2 separate regions of the Rattus norvegicus genome follow, and region 1 is linked to region 2. A link is a contact called in public Hi-C data. All regions are on one chromosome and are shown on one strand. The core of a region is the stretch at or near the end of the contact, and the rest is flanking DNA. Distances in the headings are between cores, read along the strand shown.

Region 1 (2,981 bases), core at 137-2,636, 510 kb before region 2:
AAAATGTCAGCGACTCAGATTCGATAACCCAAGGAGAACCGATTCTGAGTCTTGGTCCTTTAAATGAATATCCTGACCATATCATTGGATGGGAAGTCGAAATTTAGCTTTTCACTTTGTACTTTGTATGCTTTAACTTTGAAAATGAAACTGTGTCACTAGTCTTGAAACTAAGCTTAAGTCAAGAAGTTACAATCCACCTTGAGTTTACAAAAAGGTCAACTGATTACTTGCTTATGTAGTTGGTCACTTAATGCATACTATCCTAGGACTTTTGGTCTCTCTGACATTCACAGGTACTATACTTCTTGAGGGTCTTAAAATCTCCAGGTCTCCTTATGTGTTCTCTTTCGTTTTTAGAAGTTCCGTTACCACCTCACTGCCTCACTTCTGGGTCTTAATTCGAAATCAACCAACTCCTTCTTCCTCACCCCTTCTCTACCGATTTCACCCTTTCACATGACAGCCTCCGGCAGTTTCATTTTTTTAAAAGAATACTTTAACCAGAGAGTTGATAAACAGCATCTTTTTTGCTCTTCAGGCTTTGATTTTTGCGTCTTAAAATAAGCCTGTGAAATAAATCCAGTTTTCTATATTCGGGAAGGATTTCATTCTTTGAGTGACAGCAGCAAATAAATAATTAAGGTGCTTCTGGGCATGCCAATTAGAAGCAATTATCATTTGACCCGCCTTGGCTCTAAAATGCCTGGGTAATCTTGCTGTCACAGGAAACGGGAGGTCCGTCTCCTGTGATCAGAACGCTGATCTTCTGGAGACTTTAGGACAAGCAGTCAAAGCTATGCTGCCTCATCGGCTCCTTACTTCTGTCACCCATGGGTGGATCAGCAAGATCACCCTCTGTCAACCTACGCAGCTCAGCCTGTTTAGCTTTAACTCCTCAAAAACTCAAGTCGCGATACCAGTTTCTCTCAAAACAGAAATCCAGTTGTTTTTCTTTCCTCCTGACCTATTTTGGAACTGTCCCTAAATACAGTTCCAGTACCGGGGGCGTCGCCCGGACGTGCCAGTACCCGTGCCCGACGCTGACAGCCGGGGACCCTCCCTCGCCAACTCCTGCACACTCAGGTCCAGTTCCCTTCCAGTCGCGTCCCACGCCTAATGAGAACCCATCTCTCACCCCATCCTGACTCTAGCTCGACGAGCACCCACTTCCCGGGGACAACGGTCTCCGCTCCACCCGAAGCTCCCCGGACACTCTCCCGCTTCTTTGAGCTCACCCGGAGTAATTGTTCTCGCTCCCCACGTCGATGGTCTCGTCTAGGTCGCTTTCAGAGGTCGTCTCCTCGCAAGGGCGCTTCATCGCGGCGAAAAAGAAGAGCTACGGACACCCTGAGCTCCTCGCGGGCCTCCTCCCTCCCTCCCCGCCCCGCTTCTGCTGGCGCCGCTCCCCCGGCGGCGCGGTCGGCTCCTGGAGGCTCTTTCCCACGCCGCAGCCCAGGCGCAAGAGCCGGCGCTGGCCACGCCCCCCCGCGCGGGCGGGGCCCCTCGGCTTCTTCGCTTGCGGGCCTGTGCCACTCTCCAGTCCCCGCCTCCCTGGGAACGTCTGGCTTTCTATTGGCTAATATGGAGAGGCGGGCCCTCACTGGCCAATGGCCGCCGAGAGGCGTCGGCAGAGGCGTGGGAACGCGGCCGCGCACCTGGGAGCCCTGAGTGGAGCGCTGGCGCTGACTTACTGCGGCGGGAGCCGGCGCAGGCGCGAGAGCTCGGGGCGGGCGTGTTAAGGCGCGGGCTCCCGGGGTTTGGGCTCTCCTGTGCAAGCCGCGATCTCTCCCGCCAAGTTTCTACCCTAGTTTTAAAGAATAACCGCTAGCGTGTGGCTGAGCGCGAGTGAGCGTGTGTGACGTCGGGGGTGGGAGTGGGGGTGCCAGGCTCGGCGACCCACCCCTCTGGGCTGTCCCCGCTCTGGACCCAAGCTGATGAGTGGCTGACCAGAGCGGTCATGACCAGACCCTCAGGGGATTTTGAAAGGTTTAAGTCAAAGTTACTTTTTCACCCCGCCAGCTTCAGAGCCTCTGGGTTGTGGGCAGATAGGACGTCCGCCTACGGGTCCAGGTGCCTAACCGCAGGAGGTTGGCCCGGTGCGTTGTTGGATTTGCCACCTTTCGGCTACTTCCTTTGTGTCCCTGGCCACAGAAACTGGAGGGAGGGGTTGTAAACTATCAGAGTAAATGGTAGGCTTGAGTGGTGTCTTTCCTACTGATGGGAAGCGGGGAATTTTAGGACACAAATCTGAGTAGGTTTTCGAGTTTTTGGACTTGGATTATCCAAATTAAATATTTGTCCCAGTCATTCCTCCAACTTCTCAGGTGTATGCAGTCACGGAGTTCTTTAGCATCGGGACGAGAAGATTCGTACTTAGGTGTACACTGAATTTGTTTTGTAAAGTTTACCGGTGCTCACTTGTTCTCAGTGGAGGGACAGCATGGGTTGTGTAAATTCTAGGTGAGTTTACAGACTATTTTCAAGTTGCTGTCTCCCTGCTTACGGTGGGGCTTTTGAGCAGACTCTGTCGACTTTTCCATGAGCTCAGGAAGTGAGCAAGACAGTCTCCGGGAGTGCTCTGGACCGTCTGGCGCTGCAGCACTGGGTGGGTTGGTGGGGGTCCAGCGAGAGAGTCCACATGATGCTCTCTGGGCCCGCTTTGTGCTTTGTGGAAAAAAAGCCATTGAGAAAGAGACATCCATCAATCACCAGGACCCTCCACCTTACACAGATAATTATATTCCTGGAAATCTAACTAAGGCACCGTTTCCAAACTTCATTCCCTGGTTACACTAGACTCGTGCGGAGGAAAAGGACAAGAGAAAAGAGACAGCAGAAGACGGGACTGGGCGCAGATTGGGTTGATGGAGAGTGGGAAGGAGCCAGAGTAACGCCAAGGACCTGCAGCCAGCGTGTCCTTAAAACACAAAACCCCTTCTCTACAGGCCCTGGTCTCTTTTGTGCGGTCCTCACCGCGG
Region 2 (3,073 bases), core at 319-2,818:
AAGAATGGAGTTGAGCTAGGGGAATTCGTGTGCTTGTGAGAAAACTCCAATTAAACAAGGAAAGAGTCTTGCAATTGCAGCTTCTTCAAAGCCCAGAACTGTTCTTAGAATGAGGTTTTGTGCTCTTCCCAGGAATAGGAGTGAGTTTACTTCAGCTGATATTATTCATATGCCTCTATGGGGAAACATGTTCTTGCCACATATGGCTTGATGTTGTCATTAAATACTATACTCATGTGAATATTCGTAACCCTCAGAGTACAAATTGCCTGATTCTCTGAATAAAGAGCCCCCTAATTCTCCCAAGTTCACGCTGTCAAACTAGGGTGGTAAGCAAGGTGCTAATTGAAAATATTCTACTTCCATAAAGTCCTAGTTATGACTTTCAGAATGTTTTATGCTCTAAACAGCCATGTTCACAGGAATGTTTAGTGATAACTTCTGATTCGAACACGCTGATTTGAGTGTCTAACAGTGTGACTTATAGGGAGAAAGCAGATAGGGATTATATACAAAAACAGGAATAGGCCCTCTACACCTGGGAACTCAGCACAGCAAGGCAGCCTGGCAGTGCTGGCACCTGAAACTTGTGCTTTTATTTTACAGATAACACAAAGTGATAAATAGCTCACCTACCAAGTGCTGGAGATCACTTGGGACCTCATGTATACAAGTGCTTCTTCGCTATACTACACCGCCAACTTTTAATTTCTGCTATAGAGCTGACTTATAATAATCCCGGATACTGCTCATGGATGCTGCCTTGAGTTCTATACTGAGTAACATTCTATACCAACCTTATGCTATGATGACTATACATTTTCTACCATAGTTCCTGGTACAGAATTCTGGCTCAAATGGAAGGCATGATAGGTGTATTAAGCAATAAGAAACAAGAACAGACGATGGCTCATCAGAACCACCAGCTTTTAGTGCCCTGTATATAAATAAACCTACTTTGGTACAAATAAAATGGGATTCCTTTTTATTTCCCTTTCTTTTTGAATTTTATCCATATCCTTGATTCTCCTTGAGTTTTGCCCATATTCATTAACTGCCCTTAAAATCTTGTACCGTTAAACTGTCAATGGAAACAAGTCCTGGAAAACGCTGATGAGTTTCGGGCAGAATGGATGCTTGTGGTTTCAGCATGGGCTTGCTTTTACTAGCCCATTGCCTGCTTCCTCCAAAGTCTCCCTTCTCATTTCTTCCCTTCACAGGCTTGGCCAAGTGCCTTTGTTAAACTGGTTATGGATGTTCGGCCTTTAAGTGGCGCTCCTTAGAGCTAGCTCTTCCTGCCAATCAGACACTGGGCTTCTAAGAGATAAGGTTTGCAGACATTATCCAGCCTCGTCCTCTTCAGGCCTTTCTGCCCTTAGCGTCAAGCTGCGATCCATGTGAAAGCTGATGGTAGTTAATTGAGCAGAGATCACCCAAAGCCTGAGCATTGGGCAGTCCATTCAGAGAAGGTCGTCCCCCAAAGAAGGAAGTGGGGCTGTGGGGAGGAGCCAAAGAGAGGGGAGGGACCGAAAGACAGTGGGGAGGAGCTAAAGGAGAGTGGGGAGGGGCCTGAGGACGTCACCAACCAGCTCTTTACACTCCAGCATGGCTTCGGCCACATCCAACTGCCAGGCCGGGCTGTTGCGTTTTCTGCGTCTAGTCGGGCAGCTCAAGGTGAGCGAGTGGGCTCGGCCGGGCCGGGAGGCGGCGGGGTCCAGCTCAGGCTCCGACCTCACGCAACCTCCCTCGCTCAGCCCCGCCTCGTGCGGCCTGGATGTGCCGGGAAGGAGCTGGCGGGAACCCAGCCGAGGATTCTTTGCGGGGCGCCGCCACAGCCCAGGTCATGGGCGGTGCTGCGGAGCTGCAGCGGAAGGCCGGAGTGTGGCCCCTGCTTATGAGTAGTGGAGACCTTCCTCTGTCGCCGTGACTTCCGGAAATGACCGTTTCAGTAATTCGGTTTCAGCGTGCACCAGCTTGTGCAGAGCTTGTGCAGAGCCCCCTACGTTCCAAGACGAGCTGTTCCCTGACACTGTGACTACTGTTTGTGAAATCCTTTAGAAACATAGAACTCCCAGGTAAAATGCAGACTCACATGATCACATCATGATCTGAATAAAAGGCTTCACTGCCGTGGAAATTCCTCCAAGCCATCTGAGTTAGAACTGGGGAGTCTGTTACATGTTATATGTACAAAATATTCTATTACTGTATGAAATTTTTTTTGACAGCAAAACCCTACTCCTCTCGTAGTTAGGAAAAATATAGGGGCTTTGCTTTGCATTTTTTCTTAACTACAACACAGTATGGAGACCAGATGGGCAACACAGGCTGGGAGCCTGGAACTTGAGTCTTCCCCTGTTGAGTTCTGAGATTCCAGGCATGTACCACCAGGCTTACCACCAGTTTTGCTTTTATGTCTAAAACCTTTTTGTGTTTTTGTCCCACAGTTATACTTCAGTAGCACGGAGTAAAGACTATTAGACTTTCGTATACTCGTGAATTGCATTTTGCCCACTCACTAGTTTGATTTCGGATTTTGATCGCTACGATTAGTTTAAATAAAGCATTGTTTAAAAATATGTTTGAAATCATGACTCGGCTGATATGTGGCTCTGTGGCCATTCTCTGGCATTTTCTTCAAGAGCACCTTTTGGATTTGTTGTTTCCAGTGATGGTTTTTTGTTTGTTTAACCCCTTATCTTATTTATTAGAGAGTCCCACGGACTGGCTGGGTATATAGAAACGTTGAGAAGCCGGAAAGCGTGTCAGATCACATGTACCGGATGGCAGTTATGGCTATGGTGACCAGAGATGACCGTCTTAACAAGGATAGGTAAGTTATTTGAACATTGATGCTTGTGAACATCTCTGGACTCTGCGTGAGGATTACTCAGTTGTAAAACACAGTAGATTTTCTGTTGTTAGAGTATACGTTGGTCTCAGGAGAAACAAGTGGAAAGTTAGGGCCTTGAAGGGTGAATATGTGTGAATTCCATTTTTTTTTTTTTTTTGGTTCTTTTTTTTCGGAGCTGGGGACCGAACCCAGGGCCTTGCGCTTCCTAGGTACTGAATT

The links. Hi-C and Micro-C count contacts between places; a contact is called where the count stands out from the background.
Region 1: a contact with region 2 is called in a Hi-C map of liver, with 2.9 times the contacts expected there. The contact joins the promoter of Hey2 here to the promoter of Hddc2 in region 2. A contact is called at or near these places in 11 of 12 Hi-C or Micro-C datasets (the A7r5 cell line, the Rat2 cell line, Schwann cells and 7 more) and 1 of 1 datasets of contacts at active chromatin or transcription factors (oligodendrocytes).

Annotation. Positions count from the first base shown.
Region 1 is chr1:28,639,505-28,642,485 of GRCr8, reverse strand. Hey2 (hes-related family bHLH transcription factor with YRPW motif 2) reads right to left here and starts at 1,386. Exons shown (of 5, transcript NM_130417.1): 1 at 1,239-1,386. The coding sequence starts at 1,321.
Region 2 is chr1:28,131,472-28,134,544 of GRCr8, reverse strand. It overlaps Hddc2 (HD domain containing 2), which reads left to right and starts at 1,568. Exons shown (of 6, transcript NM_001108460.1): 1 at 1,568-1,674; 2 at 2,712-2,833. The coding sequence starts at 1,606.